Linked DNA regions of Mus musculus: regions 1, 2, 3, 4, 5 and 7 are each linked to region 6. A link is a contact called in public Hi-C and promoter capture Hi-C data. All regions are on one chromosome and are shown on one strand. The core of a region is the stretch at or near the end of the contact, and the rest is flanking DNA. Distances in the headings are between cores, read along the strand shown.

Region 1 (3,497 bases), core at 978-3,477, 1.6 Mb after region 6:
AACATGTTGCTTTCCTAATTCATTTTTCTCTCCTACACATGAGCAGGTTGTGCCCCAATACCTGAATAGCAGGACACCAAGAGGGGACAGTGTGTGTGCTCTTCTCCAGTGTGGAAGCCCAGCGAGGCCCCTCCCCTCTGACTGCACCTTCAGGTTACAGTCTGCCCCAGCCACCCAGGCTTCACCAAGAAGTCCCTCACCAGGAACTCTGGGAGCCTCTGAGGACATTGCTGAGAGCTGCCCATTCTGGCAGGACACAAGCTAAGGGAGGGCAGAGTGTTGGCCCTCTGAGGCTGCAATTAGCACCAACTTATTAAACTTGCAGCAGGCCTGGGTCACCGGATCCCTCCACTGGGCCTGGAATTCCACCATTTTCCACTTTCCTGTGTTACATTATCCAAATGGGAACTGATGCAGGAGAATGGACCAAATGAGTGGCACAGCTTCTATGTCACAAAGTCTCCTCTAATAAAGAACTCAACGCAGCACTCATTCACGCAGCAAAGCTTCCAGGGCCACAGAAGTGAAAGACTGTCGGCCCCCTGCCTGTGTGGAGCTAGGCCTGGTCTCACCTGAAAGGCCTGCACTCCTGTCCTCAGCATTCCATCTACAGAGCTACTCCACCATGCTGTCCTACAGAGCCACCTTTGGGAGGACCAGGTCGCAACTCAGACGAACAGGAGTCCTTTGACAACCAAGGACTCAAATACATCCACTCACTTGGGGTGCTAATAATGCTCATGTCTTCCATATAAAGGAGATGTCCCTATAATCCTTTCTTCCTCTGTCTACAGAGGTCTTTGGGACCAGAATAAATCCCTCCAATAAATAATAAGCCCCTTAGAATATCCTCCATTCCAAGAGAGGATAGCCCTATGTCAAAGTGACCGGCTAAGCCATAGCTCCTGCCAAACCCCTATTGAGTTTTTAAAGCAAATACACGATATCCTTCCCTCCTATGATATGCCAGTATTCAAAACCTTGATGTCCACCCCCCTGATCCCAATGATCAGGTTCAGGGAACAATTTAAGCTACGGCCACAGGTCTCCAGTAAGGTTTCACTGATAGCTTGGCTCGGCAGGAGGATTAGGGAGGCCTTCGGGAGTAGCACAGGTACCCACAGGAAGTATGGGACTGGGTGGGATTTCCAAAGTCAATCTAATCTAGAAATCACCTGGTCACTGACTGAATCACCATGACGGAGGGAGGATAGCCGCCTACAGGTCATGGTCAGGCCCTTCCTTGTCCCTCACCCCTTAATACCACCTTGAACTAGCTAACTGCACTGAAGAGGATTTGATCAACCTCAGCAGACTTCTTCCAGAGCTGCCTTACCAGGGCAGCACATACCTAACTCTACCCTATCCATCTGACTAGCAAGATCGTCTGGACAGATGGGGCTCCAAGGTATTCCTCCAGACAGGAAAACGGATGAGTCTTCCCCTACCCACACAGTTCCTGCTCTGGTACCAGGTAGGCAATGGATCCTCGGGCCTTCCCAGCACTCACCTGGACTTCTAGGAATTCACAATGAAAGGGACACCCAGGATTTAGCAAACACACTGTTTGGAAGGCCAGCAACATAGCTGCACTGAAGAGGCGGACCTGCCTTCCTCTTTACAAGAGCAGAGAAAGCTTGCTGGTGTGGAGGATACTAGGCCGACGAGAAGCATTAGGAGAGTGTGGACAGTAGGAACCCGAGGAGAACTCCGATCACTGCCCAGCCACCCTGAGGGGCCACTCTTCTCCTGGCACCATCTGACCCCCAAGCAAACTTCCCAGCCTGTGGAGAGCTGCCCCCCATTTATGAACAAGTTTTGTCCAAAGGCTGGGAACTTGGCAGTCCCACCCCAGCCCAGGTAAGCATCACCAGGCCGAGGCAGGGCCGGGAAGGGGCAGACGCGCGTCCTCTGTGAGTCTCATTTCCTCTGATCAGGGCCGCAACAACTGGGCAGTAAGCCATCGAGTTCCGGCGGTGGACTGCAGGCCTGAGGCCGGGAGCCATGGCAACCCCGGGGACGCCCGCTCCCTGGACCCGATACTCACACACCGCTCCTAGCACTCCCGCCAGGCGGCACAGCCAGCGGTACCACCAAGTCATGCCCTCTTCCTGTGCCGGCGGGGCTGGGCCCGCGGCCGCTCCGGCGGCGCCCGAGCCGCTCATGCTAAACGCTGCGCGCAGCCCCAGGCGCGCACAAAGAGACGTGTCCACCCGCGCGCGGCCTTGTGGGAGAGGTGGTGATTAGCATAGGGGCGGGCCCGCAGGCCATAGCCGGGGGGCGGGGGGAGGGCGGGAGGAAATGGAGTATAGCATAAGGGGCGTGTTTACAGACTGTCAGACGCCCTTTGCCACCCAGCAGGTGCGCTGGATCCGGTCTGGCCTTTCCTCTTTGCAAGATTGGAAGACGTCATCCAGAAGTGGCAAAGGCCTTGTTCAGACCTCCAAGGAACTCCGCCTTGCAGTAGAATGAGCTTTCGAGCTAGGCTTGTAATGGGCGGCAGGTTATGGGAGGAAAACTCCAGTCTGGTATCCTGTATCCTTTATTAACCACTGGGGGCTGGGACTGTTTTTCTGATCTCCACCTCCCAGTCCCAGCCCTTCTGCACCTGGAAAAGGTCACTAAAAGAGGTTCCCTAAGGCTAGCAGGCATTAGAACTTCTAAAGAGGCTAAAGTTGCATACTCCCCGGCTGTTGGAGAGAAACCTAGGACAGAGCCAGGCTGTCGTCCTGTTCCGATGTCCTAGGTGAGATGGTCCAATACTCGCCCTGGAGACTGGCATGTGCCTCCAGGAAGCCAGGGCTAAACTCCAGTTCAGCCTCGCTGCCTTCGGACTCCCAGTAGAGCACCTGCTGCCCCCAAAATGTTGTGGTCCTCAGACTGTGGATGTCCCTGATCTGTGGAGAAGCAAGTAGCCAGAACAGGCCATGAGTGATCATTATTTATAAACTCCTGGCTACTCAGAGTCATTTTTGTTTCTTAAAGGAGCCCACATGAGGGACACTCGGTTCTACCCAAGAAACTCCCCAGAACACACAACCAGGTACAAGAGCTAGGATCCTGCTCAAGACTAAGTCTGAGGTGCTCTGGTGCCTTGTAGAGCATACTGAATCGCAACCCTACCTATGCTCTTCTGAAAACAAACAAAACACCAGACACAAACACGATGCTTCCACGCTGGGTCAACAGGCAATGGACTCCCAGGGAAGGCCTTCTCTCTTCCTTCTTGTGGGTAGAGCCACAAGCATTCCCTGGTGAGTGAGTGAGTGGCAGAAACCCTCCTTCCCATTCTTTCCAATAATTTTGAAGTTTTGGATGAAAAATAAGCTAAAAGTGTTCCCTAATGCCAACACTCCCTCCCTCCTTCCTAGAGACAGCTCTCCAGAATCGTATCAAAAGATTACCCCCTTTTTGTCCCCATCCTCGTGGCCTCACCGAGACATAGTTGGCATTGGTCCCCTCAGAAGCAGTGCCCATATCACTGGCCAGGGCGCGGA
Region 2 (3,613 bases), core at 783-3,282, 2.0 Mb after region 6:
TAGTAAGTCGTGGTCTGTGTTGGGATCACATGCAGTTCAATTGATAACCTGCTTGCCTAGAGTGCATGACTGCTCAAAGGCCTGGGTGTGACCCCCATCACCCTCAACCTGGCATGGTGGCAACCTCCTTTGAGAGGTGGGAGCCGGAGATTTAGAAGCCCAAGGTCATCCCCGGCTAGGTAAGCAGTTTGAAGGTGGGTTCAAAAACCCAACAGGAGCTGGAGAGATGGCTCAGTGGGTAAGAGCACTTGCTGCTCTTGTAGAGGACCCAGTTTCAGTTGCCAGCACTGTCTCCTGACTTCCTCAGGCACCAGGCATGCACATGGTATGCATACATACATGCACATAAAACACTTCACACACATAAAATAAACCTTTAAAACTTAAAGACGGCCGGGCGTGGTGGCACACGCCTTTAATTCCAGAACTTGGGAGGCAGAGGCAGGTGGATTTCTGAGTTCGAGGCCAGCCTGGTCTACAGAGTAGGTTCCCGGACAGCCAGGGCTACACAGAGAAACCCTGTCTCAAAAAAACAAAAACAACCCACCCCCCAAAAAAACAAACCAAACCAAACCAAACAAAAAACCTTAAAAACATAAACCAATACGCTAAATGAATAAATAAAAAGGACACCAGGTTGGTTAGAATTAAAAGGCAGGAAGGACTCAGCATACATTCCTGAGGGGGCTGCAGAGCTGTGAGGACCTGATGCCTTGGAGATCTCAGCTGGGATCCTAGCAGCCCCGTAGCACCCCTCTCCCCCCCCCCCTTCTCTCCAAGCATATCTGGGTCTTCTACCAGAGAAGCTGAAACCCTGCAGCTCACCCTGCCTGCAACCTCATGAGCACAGAAGCCTGAAGCTGGAGTGACTCCTGGTGGTTCCTTACCCACCCTGGCACAGCTTTGGCCCTGCTTTAAAAGCTAAGCACAGGGCTGGCGAAATGGCTCAGCCGGTAAGAGCATTGACTGCTTTTCCGAAGGTCCTGAGTTCAAGCCCCAATAACCACATGGTGGCTCACAACCACCGGTAATGAGATCTGACACCGTCTTCTGGTGTACAAGCAGGGATTGAGGGAGCAGAGTTGACCAGAGTTGAGTGGGCTAACCGGAGCGAGCAGGGGTCCTAAAAATTCAATTCCCAACAACCACATGAAGGCTCACAACCTATAGCTACAGTGTACTCGCATACATAAAATAAGTCTAAAAAAAAAAAAAAAAGCTAAGCACAGTTATATAGGTAGATATTAAAATTATCATCTCTCCGGATCTGAGAAAACCAGAGATTCTCTCAGAATGCCTGGATATAGGGGAGCCTGTGGGCACATTAATATCTACAGCCATCGCTGAGTTCCACACCTAGGTGCAGACCAACCTCACCAAAAAAGAAGCTAGATGCATTTTGTCACTGACATCTGCTCTGAGAACATGATCAGGAAGGATGTATATGGCTGGCCTGCAAGCCCAAGGCTTCTTACTACAAGTGTCCCAGTGAGCACCAACTACAGGCTGGCGGTTAGAACACAGTGCGCATGGGAACACAATCGCCTGATCCACACTGCTGGCCGGGCATCAGAAGGTCCCCGGTGCCACATTACCCCAGAGACACCCCCACTCCAAAACTCTCACTACTCCTTCTGCCTCCCCCAGCTCGTTGCATCATGGGAATAGGGCTTCAGTCTCCCTGCTCAAGGGAACCTAAAGGGCCCAGGCCACCAGCCAGGTGGCCTAGTCAGGTAACCATTGGTCACTCAGTAGCCGGTCAATGGTCCTTTGTGTGGTGACAAGACTGGCATAATGGGCACGTCTTAGGTCGGTTGCACACCCTTAGGGAGCTGCGGTGCCAGGCTGGGGACTTGTGGCCGCAAGCCCCGGTGCAGGGGCGTGGGAGGCAACGCCAGAGCCCAGGCCACCCGGCAGCTCAGAGATGGGAGCCGCGGGACGAGTGAGGGAACCTCAATGTCCTGCCGCAAGGGGCAGGGTGGCAGGGAGGGGCGGGGCGGAGAGGGTGACACCCGAAGGGCCGAGGGAGGCGGGGTCCGCGTCCAGGACGCGGCGGGGCGGAGCGGGGCGCGATGCCCCCCGGCAGGGCCAGGCCCGGAGGGGCGGGAACAGGGCGGGACGGCCGCACCTAGCTCTGGGCTTCCAGCCTGGCCCGCCCTCTACCCTCGGCGCTCCTCAAAAGGGGCGCGGGCGGCGGGTGGAGGGCGGCGGCGCCGTCGGGGCTGGGGTGCGGCCGCCATGGACCCGTGGCCATGGCTGACGGCGGCGCTGCTGCTGCTGTTGCTGCTTGTGCAGCTGAGCCGCACAGCCAGGTTCTACGCCAAGGTCGGTCTCTACTGCGTGCTCTGCCTGTCCTTCTCCGCCGCGGCCTCGATCGTCTGCCTGCTGCGCCACGGCGGCCGCACCGTGGATAACATGAGGCAAGGGGGCCGGACGCCGGGATGGGCGCGCGCTTCCGCTTTCCTAACTTCTGAGCTCCTCGCGTTCTTTCCTTCCTGCCCCGCCCGCCCCGCCGTCCCCACGGTCCGGAGCCTCCGACGACGCGGCTTCCCGTCCCAGGGGCGCGTGTCACGATGTGCGCCGCTTGTAGGGCTCGGCCCTGCGGCGCCCCCTGCGCGCAGCGTGGAGTGTCGGGTTTGCGCGCGCCGCTAGCTTTGGGAGAGGGAGGGGGCCGAGCGAAGGTGGGACAGGCCCAATCCCACTTTCACCAGCAGGGAAACCGAAGCCTAGCCAGGCTTCCGGTCCGTGCTTCCACCTCTCTGCCGGTTAGAAGACACCTGTGCCCAGGTTGTAGCCACAGGTTCTCCTTGTCATTAACTTCCTCTTCTGGGGGGTGGGGGCCGAACTGTCTTTGGACCTGGCTTGCTAGCAATAAAGGAAGGAGGCTGTGGCCAGAATCCTCCTCTGCCCATCTCCCAGAGCAGGGAAGCTTAGTGGACAAGCAAAAGGTACAGGTATGGAGATCAGGCTAGGTTGTCCTGCAATGGGGGCTGCCCGAGAGAAAAAGCCTCTAGTCCTTTCTCCCTGTCCACACTCCCAGGAGACTGTTGCTACATTTCTTTCTGCCCCATTTGGACTGCTGAGAGGGTGGGTTTTGCAATGTCCTGGCCTTGGCCTTGCCTGGGTGTTTCGGACCTTGTGCCCCTGAAGCCCCTCCTCCCCCGCGGTAGTTACAAGGACTGTGAATGATGGTTTCCTGACTCTCGGCTGTATCTGGTCGTCTTTGGGGTTAGGATGCTGTCCTGACCAGCCATATTTTGTGGGTCCCAGCCCTCATTTCTCAGGTGCTTATAGTGACTATCCAGTGTCCCAGGGAGCAGACATGCAGAGGAGACCCTTGCACAGAAGACAAGGGTGCCCTAGCTATGCACTTTTCACGGTGCATAGAACAGGGTGGGGAGGCCTGCTCCCCACCTCCCCACCCTGTCTTAGGGTTCCTGTCTTAAATCCTCATAAGGCGATGAGTTGAGATAGGAACAGCAGGGCCCTTGGAGTATTGCAAGCATGACATCCTCCAGGGATGACCGTAGAGAGGGGTGAGTGGAAAAGAAAGGGATTGACTAGCTAGGAGGTGGAGGCTTGCTCAGTCCACATATGGACTCATCCCCATCTC
Region 3 (3,948 bases), core at 30-2,529, 1.6 Mb after region 6:
AGAGCTCATCTTTGAAGCCACACCTTCAGAACTGGTCTGTAAGCCAGAACTCTACAAGATCAGTGCTGTCAGGTAGAAGGTGGCTGAGGCCTGAGTACAGAGGCCACTGTCAGCGTGGGGTAGGGGACAAGATATGTAGGCAGTACGGGAAGGATAATTAGCATACAGGGAATACAGGGTGTCCGTTGGAGCTCAGCCCAGGTAGTGAGCAGTGGTTTGTTTTTTGTTTTTCTCTAAACATTTCTGGCCATCAGAAGTGCATTTGCTTGGCTAACGCATGTAAGCCTTCTCTCAAAGAATACTGGAAAAGAGGAAAAGAAAATGAGCGAAACTGAAGCTTTTATAAGCCGAGTCTAACAATTAATGAGGCTGACATGTGAGGAAAAAAGCGATTAAAAAAACAACCACTCAGGTTCTGCCTTTAAAGACCCCATACATGGAGGGAAGGGGAAGGGCACGTGCACCATTCTCCAACCAGTGGTCAGACTTGGGGGTTGGTCATCATTTTAGAGGGAAACTGAGGCCCTGGGAGGACTCAAAGGAGGAGAACTCGGAGGAGGAAACATGCGGGGATCATAGGGTCACCCTGTGATGGAGGCTGGGCCTGGCTGTGTGGCCCTCGGACCTGTCCCGCTGCCCAAGGACACTGGACCTTGGTTGTGGGGGCATCTCAGCACCTGATATTTTTCCATGGTATCTCGTGGAGACACTGCCTCACTGTCCTACTACCGGGCAAAGCCCTCGAGCCAGGCCGGTAGTCGAACCCTCGTTTGAGCATGCTCGGTAGTGACTGCTCCGTGTGCCCACCCCACCTCCTCAGCCCCTCCACCTGCCTTCCATAACCCTCAACCCGGGGCGTGTCTGCTTAGCACTTTGGCTCGTACATGGCATACTCGTACTATGCCCCTTAAAGAAGCCACAGAGAATAGGGAGCCGTGTTTCGGACGAAGGGCAGGGCCCCGGTGTGTTGGGTAGGGTGGAGGGCGGGGCAGAGACTGACGACGCGGCAGGCGGGGCCGCAAGTACTACGGGCGGGAGACACAGGTGGCAGGAAGTCTACCAGCACGGTGGGCGGGACCTGCTGCTTGGTGAGGGTGGAAAGTGGTCAGCGCTTCGGGTTCTAGAGGCTGAAGGGCTAGGGGTGGTCCGTAGGGGCTGGAGGGGCGGGGCCTGGGGTGTGGGGGCGGGGTCTACCTGTGAAGGGCGCGCGGCGGAGGCGGGGCCTGTTCGTGAAGGGCGGTGCGCCGGCGCCAGGCTCCTCGAGCGTGGCGGGCGGGGCCTGGAGCGTGAGGGCGCGCGGCAGGCGGGGCGGGGCGCGGCGGGAGGCGCGGTCCCTTTAAGGCTTGGCCTACGTGGCAGCCGCTAGAGCAGCCGCGGCTCAGCGAGGCCGGCCGCCGGGTACTTCCTGTGGAGGCCGCAGCAGGCGCGAGCGCCCAGGACCTGCCAGCTGAGCCTTCCGCCGCCGCCATGGGACAGAACGACCTGATGGGCACGGCCGAGGACTTCGCCGACCAGGTGCGGCCTGCCCCACAGCCCGCTGGCCGTCACGGCCCCACGGACGCCCGTCCTCGCCGTCCTGCCTAGCTCTACGGAGAAATCCGAGGGGAGGCTGGGCGGGGGGTTGGGGGTGGCGGCCAGGGAGGCTCCCGGGGCCCGCGGTGCTGCTCTGTGCCCTCTGCCCTCTGAACCGCGGCGGCTCCTTGGGGACCTCTGGGGAAGGGGGTACTCTGTGCGCCCCGCTGCGTGGCCCCTCCGCCCTTGTCCAGGACCGTCCTGGCCCTTCCTTCTTTGCGTGGACTCTGCTCCGGTTGCCCGATCTGGGTCCACGCTGCCGAAGGAGAGGAGCCTGCCCCTTGGCTCGCCTTCCCAAGTGTACAGGTGGCTTGTGAACCGCAGGGAAGGCCTGGGATGAGTCTGGGCCCGAGCGACTAGCTGGGCAGGGTTAGAGCCGGAGAGAGGCGCAGGTGGCACCACTTTTTACAATTAAGTTCGACGGATGGGGTGGGAGTTGTGTGAGTGTGAGGCTTTGACTTCTGAAATTGTCCCGTTAGATCTGCGAAGTCATAATATAACCTGAACTAGCCCTGGAGGCTGAATGGTGCCGGGGCCCACCCGCCAGCCAGTTTTGGTTCACTTAGTGTGTTCGTGGCTGTCGGTGATACGAGGAGGCATTTTTTGGCCTAGAGTACTCGAAGGTTGGGTGTGTGTGACCATCTTCAAATGAGCTTCTCTACCCCTCCTTTTGAGGGGTGTCACCTCCCCATGTTCACCTTCAGTTCTGTTGAACCATTTTCCTGTGAGCTGATCTTTTTAAAGGCATTTCTACCCCTTTTGGAAAAGTTTCTAATGCCACGATTTTGCATTAAATACATAATTTTAAAATTGTATGGACCAAGGTCTTCCTCTTGTGATGGGTTTCGTTGACATAATTCTCAGTGACCCAGTTTTATCTTCCTGAGTAGCAGCTCTCTAAGAAGATGGCTTCATAGCCAAGTTTGTGAGCGGCTCACCTCAGGATCTTCAGCTGGAAAACCCACCATTTTGCAAGTGGATTTCACAACCCAGATCAGATGAATTATCTCCAAGAAGCTGCCAACTATCTAATGATAGATTTCAACTGGAGAAAGAGTTCATCTTTTATGAAGTCCTCCATGTACTTTGTTTTGATTTAAATGAAAGAAGCCAAATCTTGGGACTGGACAGGCTTTTGTGGGGAATACAGTAGCCACTCCCACTAAGTAACTGGCTTGGGCTCCTGGACTTGCCAGTGTCCACCACCCAGGAGGAAACCCTGGGTCTCCTACTGCTTGGTGTCCAGGGCATCTCAGGTCTGGAGTTAGATTTCAGCTACACATCAGTGGAAAGATGCCCGTACTGTAGATGGCCTGCTGCTTAAAACCAAAATTCCCAATGAAGGTTCCTTCTTAAGGGATTAGCCTCAGAGTCCACCTGGAAGTTAGCAGAGGATACCACAGGAGCTTCTGAGATGTGACTCCTGCTCTTCTGATCCAGTGTCAGGCATCAGGGAGCCTTCCAGTGGCCTCAGTGTGACCAGTCCTGGGAGCTTTTGTGTTGGATATTCATCTGCACCCTTGAAAACAAATTTGTCAATGAGGAAGGTGCTGATAGTCCAACGTTCTAAGTGAAAGGATCTAATGTGTTGGAAAGTGGAGTGTTACTCTAAGGTGTTGTCAGATAGTATCACAGATCCATGTCTTTAGAAAACAGAAGTAGAACTGAGTTTGCAAATCAGATTTGCCTGGAAAGTCGGGCTTCTCATATGAGACCTGGAAAAGTGTTTCTGATGCTGATGAGAACACTGAGCTGTTAACTGGACACCTACCTTCCTGTGAGGCTGGCCATCAAGGCTCCATCTTCCCAGGGCTACAGAGAAGTTTGTCATGATCTGCACAGTCCTGGGCTTGTTACTCAGATCCAGCATTCCCCCCATGTTGGTGCTGTTGGATATATCCTGCTGGGATCCTGCTGGCAGGTTCCAGTGAGCTACATCTCTGACCTGGCATCAAGCTCCGTGCCCTTGGGCAGTCAAGGATGAGGTCCTTTTGCTCCCAGGAACCCAGGCTCTGAAGAAAGTGCTGATATACAGGAAGTAGACCTTCGAAGCCATCAGAAACCAAGTGGGAAAGAGCCAGGAACTCAAAGTCATGCCTATGTCCTGTGGCTGCTACTTAATTCAAGCTAAACAGATTGCAGAGTAGCTTCCAAGTGAATTCACATCAGGAACCAGGAACATTAGGGCTTAATGGATTCTGCCTGATGGCTGTTACCAGGGTGACAGGAAGGCTGCAGGGGGCCTTACTTTGGTGTGCTGTCCTGGCAGAACTACTGGCAGTGGTGGTGCAAGGCTTTACTCTTAGCACTTGCGAGGCAGGTGTATTTCTGAGTTCAAGGCCAGCCTGGTCTAGAGTACGTTCCAGGACAGCCAGG
Region 4 (3,836 bases), core at 528-3,027, 1.6 Mb before region 6:
TTCACACAGCAGGGTGCCCCACACCTGTAATTTCAGCTCCTGGGAGGATAAGGCAGGAGGATGGACATTATCTCAAAAAAACAAACCAAAGCAAGCAAAACAGACAAAAAGAAAGTATGACTAAAAGAGTGATGTAAACTGTAGTTGGCGGTAATAATGTGTCAGGATTGTTCCTCAACTGTAACAAAGTATCGGATCATTGTAAAATGTTAATACAAGCCGGGTGGGCGTGGTGGCACAAGTCTTTAATCCCAGCACTTGCTCGGCACACGCAGGAGGATCTCTGAGTTTGAGGGCATCCTGGTTTACATAGTAAGTTCCAGGACAGCCAGGGCTATATATTAAGGCCTGTTTCAAAAACAACAACAAAAAGTTAATATAAAACTATCAGGCAGAAAAGTTTTTTGGGGAGGAACCTGTTGGTGTTCTGGGTTATACAGGAGAGCAAAGAAAAGGAGACACTGCAGGACCTGTTAGGCTTCTCAGCAGCAGGGGCTCATCCTCTCAGGCATTGAACTTCACATATTTACCATTTTGCAGACCCTCCTTACTGTTACACAAAAGGTACTTGTAGCAAGTCAATTTCTGTATACCAAAACCTGCTACCTTATCTAGGCTTCTCTGAAGGAACCCTACCTAAGCAATACTCAGGCATAACCTACATTCCCAGGCATACCTAAGCAAGTCCCAGGAGACATCCTGGTTTGTCAGGTATGTCTCAGGACTAAGTTATGCAAAGGCTCTGAGAATCCTTGGAAGAGCAACCCCATAAAACCTCAGACAACAATCAATAACTTTACAAAAGGCTTCTTCAAACCCTAGGTACAATCCCTCTGGAATTCATGCCAGATACAATGGCTGCTATTATAGCAGCAGCTAAAAGTCTTCTGCAGGGACTTCTTTCAGTCCTATCTTCTCATTCTTTACTTAAAATGATTTTAAAGTAGACACAGAATGTTGATCAGTGATTTGCATGCTGGAGACCTTGGATTTGATCCAGGGCTGCCAAAAATCAATCAATCAATCAATCACAGCACTCAGGTGGTTGATGGAAGATTGAGTTTGAGGTCAGTCCAAGCTACATAGTAAGACCCTGTATCAATTTCTTTTTTAAAAAATTTAAAGTACTACATGCAAACAAATGAATTAAACTGATAAAGAATAAAGTCTGGGGCTGGCAAGATGGCTCAGCGGGTAAGAGCACCAATTGCTCTTCCAAAGGTCCTGAGTTCAAATCCCAGCAACCACATGGTGGCTCACAACCATCCGTAATGAGATCTGATGCCCTCTTCTGGCACGTCTGAAGACAGCTACAGTGTACTTATGTATAATAATAAATAAATCTTTTTAAAAAACCAAAAGAATAAAGTCTGGACGAGGCTGGGAATATAGCTCACTGGTGGAGCACTAAATTTAGCACGCGTCGGGCCTTAGCTGGAGTCCCAGGAAACTGAATGGATAAATAAAAAGAAAGTGCAAATGAACTGGATAAAGGTAGTCTTTTGTAATTTCCAATAGGGTGCCCTTACATAAAACATGGAAGCTAAATATCACCAGGGTACCTAACAATGGAAAGGGCGGCACATGAGCCTTACTGGGTTCGGACAGCGTAGTGCTGCGAACTCGTTGCCCTGGAGACAGGGTACCAACGCAGCAGCCTCCGCACTCGCACGTGGCGTTTCTGAGCTCCGCCTCAGCCTGGCACCCAGGACACGCCCCACTCTCCGCTGGGCCTCTGATTGGGCAGCTCCGCGGAGGTGTGGCCGGAAGAGGCGAGGCTAACTGGCAGGCGCGCGGTGGGCCTGGAAACATGGCGGAGCGCCCGAGGAAGCGTCCGTGTGGTCCGGTATGTGCGGACCGATGGGTTCCGGGCTAGGCCTGGAATCTGCAGCGTGTCACAGTGGTGTCGGCCCGGGTCTTCTGCTCTCTCCTCTCCCCTCGCCCCTCTCCCGTAGCCTGAGCTTGCAGAGTTAGCTGGTCCGATCTACATTCATTCGCGGGGCGACGGTGTCTTGAGTCCTCTCCTGGCTTATTTTCTGATTCCTAGGGCGACTTTATGGCCATACCTGTCTTCCCCTTGTCTCGGTTTCTTCTTTTGCCCAATGGGGATTCATTCCTCAGCTTCCCGGATCTGATCCCAGGCTTTGTGCACGGCGAGTCCCTGTGTACTTCTACCCTGGTTTGAGAGAGTCAGATGGCGGGAGGCCCGATGGGATGCGCCCCTCCTATGTGTGACCGGTCAGCCTCTCAATCTTCCTCCTTACTTGCAGGGTGAACATGGCCAAAGGGTTGAATGGCGAAAATGGAAACAGCAGAGTAAGTAAAAAGCTGAGGCCGGGTTGGGCAAGCGCACTGAGCCCTCCCTTTCCACAAACCAGCTAATGGCCCGACGAGCCCTCTTTGGGTCTCAGTGTATCCAAGTGAGTGGTGGCAGCCTCTCCAGAGCCTAGGCTAGCCCAGCGAGAAGGAACTCTCCTCCCCATGTCAAGTCCTTTCCCTCCAATAATTCTCCAGAAAAAGAGGAGAAAAAGAAGTGGAAGGACCTCAAGATAATGAAGAAACTGGAGCGGCAGCGTGCCCAAGAGGAAGAGGCTAAACGCCAGGAAGAGGAGGAAGAGGCGGCGGCCCAGAGGAGCAACCAAGGTAAGCAGCTGGGTCGTGAGGTAAGTTGAATCTCTGAGCCATGGGGACATGCAAGGGAGGGAAGGTCCACAGCCTGTCAGGCTGACAGGAACATCCCCTGTCCCTGCTAGGACGGCCTTACACTCTGAGTGTGGCCCTGCCAGGCTCCATCCTGGACAATGCCCAGTCACCTGAGCTCCGCACCTACCTGGCTGGCCAGATCGCCAGAGCCTGCACCATCTTCTGTGTGGATGAGATTGTGGTGTTCGATGAGGAGGGCCAAGATACCAAGTGAGAGTCTCTGGGGAGTGGGGAGGACCAGCAGGGGTGGCCATGGCTTTGTCCTGCTCCTTGTCACCTGCCTGGCTGCCTGGAAGGAGCTCTCAAAGGCAGCTGCAGACTCACTTTTTCTCACCCTTGGTGCTAGAGAGTGGACTCAGGGTTTTGCCCATGGTCTGTGCTGAGGCTCAGCACTTGGATGGTTTGGGTTGTGTTTAGCATTTCTTTATGGTGCTTGTGTACAAACACCAGTGTGGTTCTGGAGACCAGAAGGCCACTTGAGCTGAGCAGTGGTGGCACACGCCTTTCATCCCAGCACTCAGGAGGCAGAGGCAGGTGGATCTCTGAGAGTTCAGTGCCAGTCTGGTCTACAGAGCAAGGTCTGGGACTGCCAGGGCTATGCCAAGAAACCCTGTCCCCAAAAACAAATGAAAAAGAAAGAAAATAAAAAAAAAAGTATAATAAGCCCAGCACTTGGATCTTGAGGTCTGTCTTAATCTTTCCAGGAGTGTGGAAGGAGAATTCAGGGGAGTTGGCAAGAAAGGGCAGGCATGTGTCCAGCTGGCCCGCATCCTACAGTACCTGGAGTGTCCACAGTAAGTGTGAGGTGAGGGCAGTGGCTGGGAGGCAGCCTCCCCAGGATGGACCTGACAGATGCATTCCTCCCTAGGTACCTGAGAAAGGCGTTCTTCCCCAAGCACCAAGATCTGCAGTTTGCAGGTACAGCTAGTGTGCCTGCCCCATTTCCCATGACTCAGCCTTAGGCACCAAGATGGATCCAGGTGGGAACACAGGCTAGGGGTAGAGCCTGGTCCTATCATCACCTCCTGTTCCCTGCCCAGGAATCCTCAACCCCTTGGACAGCCCTCACCACATGCGTCAGGACGAAGAGTCTGAGTTTCGAGAAGGCGTCGTGGTGGACCGGCCCACCAAGG
Region 5 (3,747 bases), core at 819-3,318, 1.7 Mb after region 6:
CCCCATCTTTCGACACAGAGCAGGTAGGAAAACCACCAGCTAGAAGCAAACATGAGCTGTAGGTTGTTTTGGCAGAAGCAACAGCTAGCTGCACAGATACTTTGTGGCAATTGCTCAGGGTTAAAAAGCTCAGTAATTGCACTTCAAGGTCACTTCAGTCAAAGATTGACATCATTGCAAGAGCCACACCAATCTTTTCCCCAGCTCTTCAAACCCAGCAAGAGATCCCAACCTTCCAGAAGCCACACAGAACCTCACACCTACCTCAATGGGGTCTACGTCATGGGCAATCACCACCAGCTGAGCCTTCTTGTTCTCCACCAAGGTGGTGACTGTATTGACTCCTGGAACATACAACACAACCACTTTGCCTGTGTGCTCCGGCTGCTGCAGTCACAAAAATGCAGCTCCACTAAGCTGCGACTCAGGGTTAAAAAGCTCGATTTACTCTTCACAATATTTTCAGGTGAAGAAATTCACACATCACTGCACAGCCTGCCTTACCATCCTCCCTTTGGGGGGTGGGGGGGACGGGCAGGGAAGCACTGACCTGCTCGGAGGACAGGTGGTCTCTTAGTTGGGACGTCGCCTTTGCCAGCAGCTTTCTTCTCAGCACGGGCCAGTAGCCTTTGCTTCTTCTCTTGCTTTGTCTCTGGCCTGTACTTGTGGGCAAGCTTAAGCAGCTGAGTAGCTGGAAAACACATTCAATTGGACTCTAAGCCTGAATCCCTTTAAAGGCGCTGGGGCTATTACTTGGCCAGCAATCTCACGCCCAGGCCCAATTCTAACCTGTCACTTAACCTGGCATTGAAAAGTTGTGTCTGACCTCCTAGCCCTGAATGGCTGTGGCTCATGCCATTAATACCAGCACTCATGAAACAGGCAGCAATGCTGAGCTCCACAACTAGAGACCCTGATCCCCCAACAAAACCACCCTATTGTGGTACACTGATGAGACGGCAGGAGGTCAACACGGGGATCCTTCCTCAACTGCTTCCTCACCAAATCCCGCCCATTCCAGGTGGAGGGACTGGGGACCCCCTTCCACCTCTCTCTTCATAGCTGTATTAGTGTGGCCATGCACTGCAGTAAGGGCAAACTCGGGGCCAGTTTCTGGCTCTGGGGCCCGGAACCTCACCTGTCTGCCTGTCCAGGGCCTGGGTGAACTGGTTAATGGCAGGAGGGACTTTGAGCCGCTTGTAGAGGATAGCTCTTTGCCGCTGCAGTCTGATGTAGCGGGGCCATTTGACGAAGCGCGTTAAATCTCTTTTGGGCTGGATGTCCTGTCCTGGGAAGTTAAGAGGGACACTGTGACCGAGGCCTCTCCTCGGGCCGGCCTGCAGCCGAGGCAGTACCCAGGGCAGGAGGGCGTCGGTGCATCAGCGATCTTGGTGGTTCTAGTGTCATCACCACTCATCTGATAGCAAATATTCTGTCACATCATCTGCACACGACCACCATTCCCCTTCTCACACCAGCCGAGCATGCGCAGTGGCGGCTGCTCGGGACGGTGCCCGGCTCTCATTCAGTCCATTGCCCGTCAAGGCGCCTTGCCCTTGTGACACGCCGACGCCACTCCTTACCAATGCCGAAGTTCTTGGGCCTCTTCTCGAACAGAGGGTTGACCACCTTCTTGGCCTCCTGCTTCTTGACGACGGCGGGGGCCGGGGCCACCTTCTTCCCCTTGGCCTTCTTCCCTTTGGGCTGTACGGAAGAGAGAAACCCGTGCCATCGGGCAGCGGAGTCATTGCCTGTGAGTCGGTCGCTGTGGCTCCCTTTCCGCGAGGGACCCCGAGGAGACAGGGACGGCGGAGAACGCCGCTGACGGGCGACGGGCGGCGGATGGAGGCGGATAGCGCGGGGGCCCAGAGACACTCACCATCTTGCTCGGCTGCTGGAGAAAGAAAGAAGAGGGAATTGTGGGGGATAAGTAAGTGGCCGCAGATATCGCGAGAGCAGGCGCCCTCGCGGGATTTCGGATTTAAAGCGACAAGGACCCACTTCGGACTCTGACAGAGGGGCGGAGCCTGAGCGGGGGCGTGTCGGGCCGCGGCTGCGCGTTCGTCCAGGCGGGCGGGCCCTGGCACCGGACCGCAGGCTCCGAGAGGCGGCGGGAGGCGCCAGGAGTGAACGGAAGCCGCGGGAAGGAGCGTGCGGGTGCTTTGTTCCCTCGCCGTAAGGGCCTGCTGCCGGGCGTGTGTTCGTGGACGGAGCTGTTGTATCGGAAATCCCGGTCCCCAGCCCTCAGTACTCGGTTCGGGCCGGACCAGACTGGTTCTCGTCCAGGGCCCGCCATGGCCCAGCAGAGAGCCCTTCCCCAGAGCAAGGAGACGCTGCTGCAGTCATACAACAAGCGGCTCAAAGACGACATCAAGTCCATCATGGACAACTTCACCGAGATCATCAAGACCGCCAAGGTGTGTGGTAGCTGTTCCGAAGCCATTGGAGAAGGCTGGGACTGGTTTTCCCTGGGGCCTGGGTACAGGGGTGAGGAAAGCAGAGGGAATGTGACTCACCTGACCGGTGCGGGTAGGAGTGAAGAGGCGTTAAAAGTAATGGGACAGCAGATAAATAGAAGAGCCAAATAGTGACAAGCACAGAGCAGAGAGGAGAACTCTGGCCCGTTTGCCAGGGCTCTACGTTAGTTACTGAGCACTAGCCACCTGGGCTGAGGTTTACCCTTGCCATAGATTCTTGTGATGACTGGTGAGTTTAACCCTTAAACACCACAACCCTCATGTTGTGGTGACCTCCAGCCATAAAATTATTTTTGTTGCAACTACAGAACTGTTGTTACCCTTTGAGTCGTAAATGCCAGTGTTTTCCGATGGTCTTAGGCAGCCCCTGTGAAAGGCAATCCACAGGTTGAGAAATGCTGTTCTATTTAAATAATTTCTGAGAAGCCTCAAGCCCACTGAGGTCTGTGTTAGGCTCCAGCTGGTCCACCTGTAAGCTTAAACTCAGAGATCAGAAAGTTTGTCTTTTTAATCCTTTATTGAACATCTTTTCTTTCTTTTTAAGATTTATTTATTTAAGGACTGGAGAAATGGCTCAGTTAAGAGTACTGACTGCCCTTCTAGAGGTCCTGAGCTCAATTCCCAACAACCACATGGTGGCTCACAACCATCTGTAATGAGATCTGATGCCCTCTTCTGGTGTGTCTGAAGACAGCAACAGTGAACTCATATACATTAAATAAGTCAATGTCTTTTTAAAAGATTGATTTATTTAATGTATATGAGGACTCTATTTGCATCTATACCTGCAAGACAGAAGAGAACATCAGACAGAAGAGGGAGGGCATCAGATCCTATGGCAGCTGGTTGTGACCCACCTTGTGGTTGCTGGGAATCGAACTGAATGTACCATCTCTCTAGCCCTTTATTTCTTATAAACTGTCACAAAGACTGGGCAGTGTCCTTTTGACATGAAGTAACCTATCGTCACCCAGAGAACAAGAAGGGGTTGGAGACATTGCCAGTTGTCTAGACAGGAAGTAGGCTCTGGATCTGCGGGAAGGCCTGACAGGCTATGGTAAAGACATGAAGGCGGGTGGCGGCGGCGGCGGCGGCGGTGGCAGCTAAGCCAGGTGGCTGCTCCCTGTGTTGATTCTAGGCTTTTCTTATTTGCCCTCAGATTGAGGATGAGACGCAGGTGTCTCGGGCTACTCAGGGCGAACAGGACAATTATGAGATGCACGTTCGAGCAGCCAACATCGTGAGTGTGGGATGGAAGACACCATGGAGG
Region 6 (3,569 bases), core at 174-2,673:
AGGTGTAATGGTAGGTGGGAGGGAGCCTAGAGATGGGACTCAACACCTTGAACAGTAAGCACCTCTTCCATCACTGAACAGCGTCTCAGCCTCCAATTCCTTTGCTAGTTGTTCTTGCTACTCAATGTGAGTTCTAGAAGGACAGGCTTTCTGATTCATCATCCACTCCCCACAGACCCAGGCATGCAGGAGACTGCATTTCCTAAATGCTAAATGTGTGGACACTGCTTTCATTAGCTGCCTGATCCTTTTGGCTCTTCTCAGCTTCCAGTCTGAAGGGTCTGATTAGATAGGTAAGTTTTTGTTTGTGAGGGTCTGTGCGCCAGATCTGGCTTGGATCCCAGGCAGGACCAAGTCTCTTTCTCTCAGAAGCTTGGCCTGAGGACCTCAGGTTGGTCCTTGTCTTTGTCTCCCCTCCTGCCCTTCTCCGTGGTTCCTGTTCACATACGGACATGCCTCTCTAGAATGAGATTGATTCAGTGTTCTGTGGCCACGTGTCGATCTAGGCCTGGATTGAATGAGTCATGAAAGTGTCGCCTCATTCATTCACTGGCTCACAACATCTTTAGTGAATGTATACTCTGTGTCTACCCCCGTGTTCAGGTCTGAGAGGTCCGCAGCAAAGCAATACTTACCTTTAGGAAGCTGCCAACACAGTAAAGCAAGGCCAGCATTAAGCAAATAAGGCTGTGCTCCCCGATGTGTGCGTCTGAGTGCCGAGTGCACCAAGGAAATCAGCAGACTAGGTTTAGGTTATCATGGTGGATCCCCAGGGGAGATAAAGCCTATACATAAACCTAAGTGATGAAGAGAAGCTGACAGCTAGGTGGTGGGGGGAAAGAGGGGTGAGGGTCCCGCTGAGAACAGGAACAACGTGAGATCGCTTTCTAAGATCATGTTTATATCATAAGGAGAAGAGATGACAGCTGAATATTGAGAGTGTTGCTACATTGGATGAGGGGTTTACCGAGGCTCCATGTAGCTTAGAAGCAGCTTTGTAGGTTCAGGAACCGAACTTCTTCTCATTCAGAGGTAGAAGCACCGAGTTCAGCAGACTTACCTATCTAATCAGACCCTCACAGAACCAACAGGTGAGTAGCCTATGTTGCAAATTTTGCTAAGCATGCTGTGCGTACATCCTAATATGGGATGCGATGTGCATCTAATATTTTACTGTCATCTCTGCAAGATGACAACAAAGGCTTTGAAGCTTGTGTATTAAACTCACAGAGGTGTGATGATAAGAAGTTATCAATTTGTTAATTTACAGTTGCACTCAGCCCTAAATACATGCACACAGGAGCAAGGCTAAGAGGACTCAGTGGACTGCTTTTTCTTTGACAGCCGAAAACCAGCTCAGGGATGAGAGGCGGGCCAGAGGACGCCTGGGGCACGTCTTCAAGCTCTCATTGGACGGGATATCCGGAAAAACCCGGTCGAATCCTGGCTTGTCTTGGTTGGGTCGGCTGGTGGGATACGCCCTCGTCTCGCCCCTTTGTCCAACCCTCTTCATTTTAAATTAAAAAGCCCCCAGTTCTGTGTGGTGTAGCAAAATAAACAGTTGCGGCGACGCACTTCTTCCTGGAGGCCTTCGAGTCTCCATGATTTAAGGAGACGAGAAAGGTAAGGAGGACCGGAACAATTCCTTCGCGGAACCTTTGAGGTGAGGCCTCGCGGAGCCATTTGAGAACGGACCGCGGCGGGCTGGAACCAGACTAGTAGGCATGGCGGCGGCGGAGCCGGATGCGGACCCGAAGGCCGCCATCCCTGTGGACCTGCGGCGGGAACGGCGCTTGGTGTGCGTGGAGTACCCGGGCGTAGTACGTAACGAGGCCAAGATGCTACAGACCCTGGGCGGCGAGGAAAGCGTCTCTCGAGTAAGGAGCTGGGAAACTCCGGGACCGCGGGAAAGGAATCGTGTCTACTGAATGGGCGGGACCACCGGGCGGGAGAGCGGTTTCCGTGGCAACGGAGAGTTTAGGCAAGCTCTAGGACCTGTTGTGAACTAGGCGGTATTTTCTTTCTGTCCCCAAATGTGAGTAGCATGCTTGGCATCTATCCCAGGACAGTGAGCTGCTCTGACCTTATTGCTCTCGGCAGAAAACCGAGGCACGGGAGGAAAGAGAACTTTTCCACCACCTGTAGTTGAAACTAAAAGTGACACAATTCGCCGGCGTTGTATTATGTGGTTAGCACGTACAAAGTGCTCTCCCGCCCCCCCTTGGTTTTTTCGAGACAGGGTTTCTCTGTGTAGCCCAGGCTGACCTCGAACTCAGAAATCCGCCTGCCTCTGCTTCCCAAGTGCTGGGATTAAAGGCGTGTGCCACCACTGCCCGGCTTTTTTTTTTTTTTTTTCCTGAGACAGGGTTTCTCTTACAGCCCTGGCTGTACTGGAACTCTGTAGACCAGGCTGGCCTCGAACTAGAAATCCGCCTGCCTCTGCCTCCCGAGTGCTGGGATTAAAGGCGTGCGCCACCACGGGCCGGCATTTTTTAATTTTTATTTATTTATTTTTTAACATGCCACAGTCCTTTCAATCCCCAGGGCCGGAACTGACAACATCTGCATTTTACAAGTAAACAGGCCACATAACCACACAACAAGTAGTGGACCTAAAGTGATGCTCTGTGGAATCTTGGAATTGTTTCTTTAGAAATGATTTCCCTGAACATCTTAGCATAAGCAGATTCTGGCTCCTTCCGTTGATAATTCCACTCAGATTTCAGTTTGATACATGTATTACCTGTTCATGTATTACATTTATTACTTGGCCCTGGGGCTGTAAACCGAGCTAGGATCTCTCTTGTTTACCTCTGTACTAATATCTGTACAGATTCCCCATTTTATAAAAATTTATCAAGTATTTGGTTAAGTCCTAATGAAGCTGGGCAGTAGTGACCCACACCTTTAATCCCAGCATTACAGAGGCAGAGGCAGGTGGATCTTTGAGTTTAAGGCCAGCCTGGTCTACAGATCAAGTTCCAGGACAGCATGAGCTAACAAAGAAACTCTGTCTCAAAAGAACAAACAACAAAACGTCCTAATAATATCCTAGTGAACTAGATACTATTTTTCTTTCCTTTTTCCAGATAAGGGGGCAGGTAAGAAAGGCTAAGCCAGACATTGCTACTGGTATGACAGGAAAATGAATTCCAGCACAAATACAGTCTGAGCTGCTGCTCCACTTTTTTATGGGTGTGGATAAGAACTGATGGATGTTATGATATTGAGAGAATCCTTGTTCTCCCTTACCCCAGGGTTGCCTGATATAGACAGTCTTCCATTCTTACATTTTTCTTGGGTTTCTGAAGTCGTCCTAATGTGTCAGGCCATGGCTGGGCTCATCCCTGCTCTGGTAGGTCAGAACTGTGCGTTTTATGAGAAGGGTGCCTGAGGAATGAGGCTGCCGTTTTCAAGATTCTAACCTTATTTTTAGTTGTGTATCCAGGTGATTGTGAAAGCCAGAAGAGGGCGTTGGACCACTTAGTGCTGTGATTACAGGTGGTTGTGCACTATATCCAATGTTTGGGTGCTGGGAACTGAACTCCAGTCTGGAAACAGCTCCTAAC
Region 7 (3,517 bases), core at 797-3,296, 2.0 Mb after region 6:
CTTTTCACCTAAAATTACCATAATATAGGGAGGGTCCTGTTGAGGGGATGAACATGACCTTTGTGACAGAGGCTGAAATCAGTTATGACAGGGAGGACTCCTTAGGCAGGCACCTGGCCACTTTCCTACCTTGAGGGTTTACAAAGTTTACAAAGGAAGTCCATCACAGGAAAAGCTTTCCCGGCCTCTTAAGTGGCCTGAATAACCAACACGGCAACCCTACAGGGGGGACTCTACTGATGTCAAGAATTTCCTGTGGCCTCCTGTCTACCCGCGGCCAGAAAGTCTGAGAATGAAACCAGCTAGCACCCCACTTTTGGATTTGGGAGTCATGCTGAGCTCAAGTTTACCCTAGTTGCCTCCGAGCCAGAACATAAGGAACCTCTACCACAGGAATGATGCTTAGCCCTTCTTCTAGAACATTCTTCCAGAAAGTTCTAGGAGATGGTCCCTATTCCGGGGCATGGCTCTGGGGACTTCTCCTGGGACACTCATGGCTCTGGCACTCAGCTGTTTCTTTCAGATTTGTCCAAAATTAAAACAGGAAGACTGAGAAATTGCAGGGACACTGGCTGTGAGGCCAGATCAAAGGACTCAGCCACACCTAGAGCAAAGGGCCAGGGCCAGGGCCAGGACAGCGGCTGGCCCAGGCTGGCCCAAGTGATGTAGAACTAGAAGCCGCTAGAAACCTGCAGGTCAGAGACCACTCCAGGCAGGCCCTCCCAAGCCACCTTGGCACAGGTGGCTCCCCTAGACTACCTTGGCTAAGCTTTGATGGTTTACCTGGCCTCTGTCTGACGCAGCTCTTCTCCAGGATCCCTGAGTCTTTGCTCACCCCGGGGCGGGACTCACCACAGTGGTACTCAAAAGCTCGCACAGATTTCTGCCACTCAGTGGGGAACAAGTTGGCAAGCCCTGGGCCCATAATTTTCGAGGCTGAACAGTCCAGCTCCAGAAAAGTCACATGGAAGGTGGGAAGGTCATTACAGGGATAGTAACTGCACAGCAAACTCCCTGCCCAGGAAACCCGGGCCAGGTGGCAGGTGCCCTAGTGTTTCCCACGCAGGAAACTGAGGCTTGGGGCAGGAAGGGCTCAGCCAGTGGCTCTCTCTGAACCAGCCCCACTGGGAACTGGCCCAAACCCCTCTCCTGCCACTCCTGGGTCCACACATTGCTGAGTCAGGGCCTAGCTTCAGGGCTAGGGGTATGGGTACACCCCATCTCCTGGCACAAGAAGGGTCCCCCATACACCTCAGGTCACGAACCCAACCTAGGCCTGAGCATGGATCACAGCACAAGCTACTGCCTCTGGAAGAGGGCAGACAAGGGCATCTGGGCCTGGAAGAGCTCTGCATCCAACAGGCTTCAGTCCTCATCCTTTATGTAAAACAGTCTAAGGGAGGCCAGGCCCCAGGACAAAGGCATCCTCCAGCATCCTCAGGACGGCCCTTCAGAGAGACCTTGGCTAGACTGGTGAGGGCTGGCTCCTTCCTGTAGGCTCTAAGGACCGTGGCAACCAGCGGCTGGAGCCCAGAGGCCTGACTCCATCACCTCAAAGCATGAGGGGAGGGGCCTCTTCTGCAGACAGGAGCTGGCCCTCCACTGGCCCAAGGTCACCACAGCCCCTGTTTCCAGCTGTCTCAAGAACTGGCCAGGGGCTGGCCAAGTTTGCTATTCCAGAATTTTTTTTTTAAGTTGCGAAGGTTAGAAAGGACTCCGGTGCACCCGCGTGCACCCATCGACCCTCGCCATCCCACGCCCTGCCCCTCCCCGTGTGGTAGCACCTGGCCGGCTGCGGCTTACCTGCAGGCCCTTGGAGAAGGGGCAGAGGAGCACTAGGTGCACCAAGCGCCGCAGCCGCCGCATGATGGGCTCCGGCCCCGGCTGCGGAACCCCGCGGCTGGCTCGGCCTCAGCCCCAGCCCGGCCAGGCCCGCAGCGGCCGCCGCTCGCTCTCCATGCGGGCCGCTCGTCCTCGGCTCGCGTTAAAGGCAAGGCGCGTGCCTTTCTGAGCAAGGACCGCGACGCACGCGCGGGGAGACGGCCTGGAGGAGGGGCGTGCACGCGCGGGAAGATGGACAGAGGGGCGTGCGCGCGCGTGTGGAGACAAACGGAAGGGGCGTGCACGCGCGTGGGAGGACTGGCGCGCGGCCCCGCGGCTAGTCTAGCTCTCCCGCTGGGGACCTACGCCACCCCCCACCCCCCCACCCCCAACCTCCCGAGAGCTCCGGGACCCGCTACGGCAACCCTGTGTGAGCATGAAACACCGGGGCAGGCTGGCGCTGAGGACCTGTAAGGTCCCCGCCTGCGCTTGCGCATTTCTTCCACCTTTTCAAGGGTAAAAGACGTTGATGGATCTGCCCCCATCCCTCCCCAGTATGCAGGTGAGGCTAGTCAGTCCTGAGGCCACCACCTCTGGCACCGAGAGTCTTCAGCCCTTGTTGCACCGGGGCATAGGGAAGGACCCACAGCCCACGCGGTCAGCAACTACTCCTGAGAACCAGTTTCTTCTGATTTCTGCCCATGGACAGACACGCCCCTCTCCTGTGACTCCCATTTAGGGTGATTAGGAAAGCAGCAGCTGACCTTAGTTAGAGGCTTATTGAACTTAGCAGACAATGGCCAGAATGCACCGTCCACCATGCGCATCAGCTGCCCTCAATCCTCACCCACACCTTTCTTAGGGGTTCTATAGCGATGTCATATGCATTCCCAGGGAATACGCCTTCCCCTGTGCCCCAGTGCTGTCCATATATATATGCCTTGCAAAATGATAAAAGACAGCTTTAGTTTAAGGATGTTAATTGCTTCGCAATTAGTGAACCAGGCCAACCTTCTCTTCATAAAAGTGGAGCGAGAGTCCCATGAGCCCAGCTGAAGGGTTTGGATTTATAAGCTAGAAAGGCTGAAGAGAACTAGAGCCAGGAGCAGGTCACAAAACAAATGGAAAATAGCATCAAGTCTGTGTCCCAGAAACCAAGAAGCAGAAGCAGAAAGACCAGCCTGGCCTATGTTTCAAATTCCAGACTAGCCAGAAGCCCAAAGGGAGACCCTGCCTCAAGGAAGGAAAGAAGGAAGGAAGGGAGAGAGGCTGGAAGAAAGGGATGGAAGGAGGGAGGAAGAGAGGAAAGAAGAAAGGAAAGAAAGGAGAGAGGGAGGGAAGGAGGGAGGGAGAAAAGAAGGAAGGAGAAAAAAGAAGGGAAACATGGGATTGTTTCATTATCGCACCAATTATAAACGAGCTGCTTAAGCAGTTTGACTATTTTATTATGTCTTCAATCTTGATTTTGCAGGTCAGATAAACAATGTAGTTTAAGTGTGGTGACGGGAAGGCTGAAAAAAATGACTCAGCAGCTGAAAGCACTTATTGTGAAAACATAAAGATTGAAATTCAAATTTCAGCATCCATGTAGCAGATCGAGCATCCTGCGCACACCTGTAACCCAGGTTACAGGTTGAGTGGAGCCGTTGTAGGATGGTTGCTAGGACTTGCTGGTTCACAGCCTAGCTGAGAAAGC

What was found. Promoter capture Hi-C pulls out the DNA fragments that hold promoters and counts their contacts. Hi-C and Micro-C count contacts between places; a contact is called where the count stands out from the background.
Region 1: a contact with region 6 is called in a promoter capture Hi-C map of liver, with 3 times the contacts expected there. The contact joins the promoter of Cacfd1 here to the promoter of Gtf3c5 in region 6. A contact is called at or near these places in 4 of 39 promoter capture datasets (the C10 cell line, hippocampal neurons, liver and 1 more) and 2 of 115 datasets of contacts at active chromatin or transcription factors (astrocytes and bone marrow-derived dendritic cells).
Region 2: a contact with region 6 is called in a promoter capture Hi-C map of embryonic stem cells, with 2.1 times the contacts expected there. The contact joins the promoter of Agpat2 here to the promoter of Gtf3c5 in region 6.
Region 3: a contact with region 6 is called in a Hi-C map of B cells, with 6 read pairs. The contact joins the promoter of Surf4 here to the promoter of Gtf3c5 in region 6. A contact is called at or near these places in 5 of 39 promoter capture datasets (embryonic stem cells, erythroid cells, hippocampal neurons and 2 more), 1 of 484 Hi-C or Micro-C datasets (B cells) and 2 of 115 datasets of contacts at active chromatin or transcription factors (embryonic stem cells and large pre-B cells).
Region 4: a promoter capture Hi-C map of pre-B cells shows a contact between it and region 6, with 3 times the contacts expected there. The contact joins the promoter of Spout1 here to the promoter of Gtf3c5 in region 6. A contact is called at or near these places in 2 of 39 promoter capture datasets (liver and pre-B cells) and 1 of 115 datasets of contacts at active chromatin or transcription factors (pro-B cells).
Region 5: a promoter capture Hi-C map of liver shows a contact between it and region 6, with 7 times the contacts expected there. The contact joins the promoter of Med22 here to the promoter of Gtf3c5 in region 6. A contact is called at or near these places in 5 of 39 promoter capture datasets (erythroid cells, hippocampal neurons, liver and 1 more), 1 of 484 Hi-C or Micro-C datasets (the G1E-ER4 cell line) and 1 of 9 other capture datasets (liver).
Region 7: a contact with region 6 is called in a promoter capture Hi-C map of pre-B cells, with 4 times the contacts expected there. The contact joins the promoter of Dipk1b here to the promoter of Gtf3c5 in region 6. A contact is called at or near these places in 3 of 39 promoter capture datasets (hippocampal neurons, liver and pre-B cells) and 1 of 115 datasets of contacts at active chromatin or transcription factors (pancreatic cancer cells).

The regions. Positions count from the first base shown.
Region 1 is chr2:27,008,656-27,012,152 of GRCm38.p6, reverse strand. It overlaps Cacfd1 (calcium channel flower domain containing 1), which reads right to left and starts at 2,227. Exons shown (of 6, transcript NM_029862.4): 1 at 2,048-2,227. The coding sequence starts at 2,165. Adamts13 (a disintegrin-like and metallopeptidase (reprolysin type) with thrombospondin type 1 motif, 13) reads right to left here. Exons shown (of 29, transcript NM_001001322.2): 28 at 3,436-3,497; 29 at 2,528-2,897. The coding sequence ends at 2,706.
Region 2 is chr2:26,602,836-26,606,448 of GRCm38.p6, reverse strand. It overlaps Agpat2 (1-acylglycerol-3-phosphate O-acyltransferase 2 (lysophosphatidic acid acyltransferase, beta)), which reads left to right and starts at 2,032. Exons shown (of 6, transcript NM_026212.2): 1 at 2,032-2,420. The coding sequence starts at 2,239.
Region 3 is chr2:26,930,842-26,934,789 of GRCm38.p6, reverse strand. Surf4 (surfeit gene 4) reads left to right here and starts at 1,279. Exons shown (of 6, transcript NM_011512.3): 1 at 1,279-1,515. The coding sequence starts at 1,468. Stkld1 (serine/threonine kinase-like domain containing 1) reads right to left here and starts at 734. Exons shown (of 19, transcript NM_001379463.1): 1 at 678-734. The coding sequence starts at 692. Gm36591 (a long non-coding RNA gene) reads left to right here and starts at 1,522. Exons shown (of 2, transcript XR_374179.1): 1 at 1,522-3,948.
Region 4 is chr2:30,176,400-30,180,235 of GRCm38.p6, reverse strand. Spout1 (SPOUT domain containing methyltransferase 1) reads left to right here and starts at 1,777. Exons shown (of 12, transcript NM_172660.4): 1 at 1,777-1,846; 2 at 2,271-2,316; 3 at 2,515-2,643; 4 at 2,754-2,913; 5 at 3,408-3,497; 6 at 3,572-3,621; 7 at 3,744-3,836. The coding sequence starts at 1,811.
Region 5 is chr2:26,908,963-26,912,709 of GRCm38.p6, reverse strand. Med22 (mediator complex subunit 22) reads left to right here and starts at 2,068. Exons shown (of 4, transcript NM_001033908.1): 1 at 2,068-2,417; 2 at 3,637-3,717. The coding sequence starts at 2,295. Rpl7a (ribosomal protein L7A) reads right to left here and starts at 1,903. Exons shown (of 8, transcript NM_013721.3): 1 at 1,880-1,903; 2 at 1,584-1,704; 3 at 1,139-1,288; 4 at 551-691; 5 at 265-344; 6 at 1-39. The coding sequence starts at 1,882. It overlaps Gm23969 (a small nucleolar RNA gene), which reads right to left and starts at 1,449; the gene lies at 1,376-1,449. LOC115489587 (a small nucleolar RNA gene) reads right to left here and starts at 492; the gene lies at 419-492. It also overlaps LOC115489586.
Region 6 is chr2:28,581,133-28,584,701 of GRCm38.p6, reverse strand. Gtf3c5 (general transcription factor IIIC, polypeptide 5) reads left to right here and starts at 1,423. Exons shown (of 12, transcript NM_148928.3): 1 at 1,423-1,877. The coding sequence starts at 1,725.
Region 7 is chr2:26,626,986-26,630,502 of GRCm38.p6, reverse strand. Dipk1b (divergent protein kinase domain 1B) reads right to left here and starts at 2,046. Exons shown (of 5, transcript NM_019833.3): 1 at 1,804-2,046. The coding sequence starts at 1,866.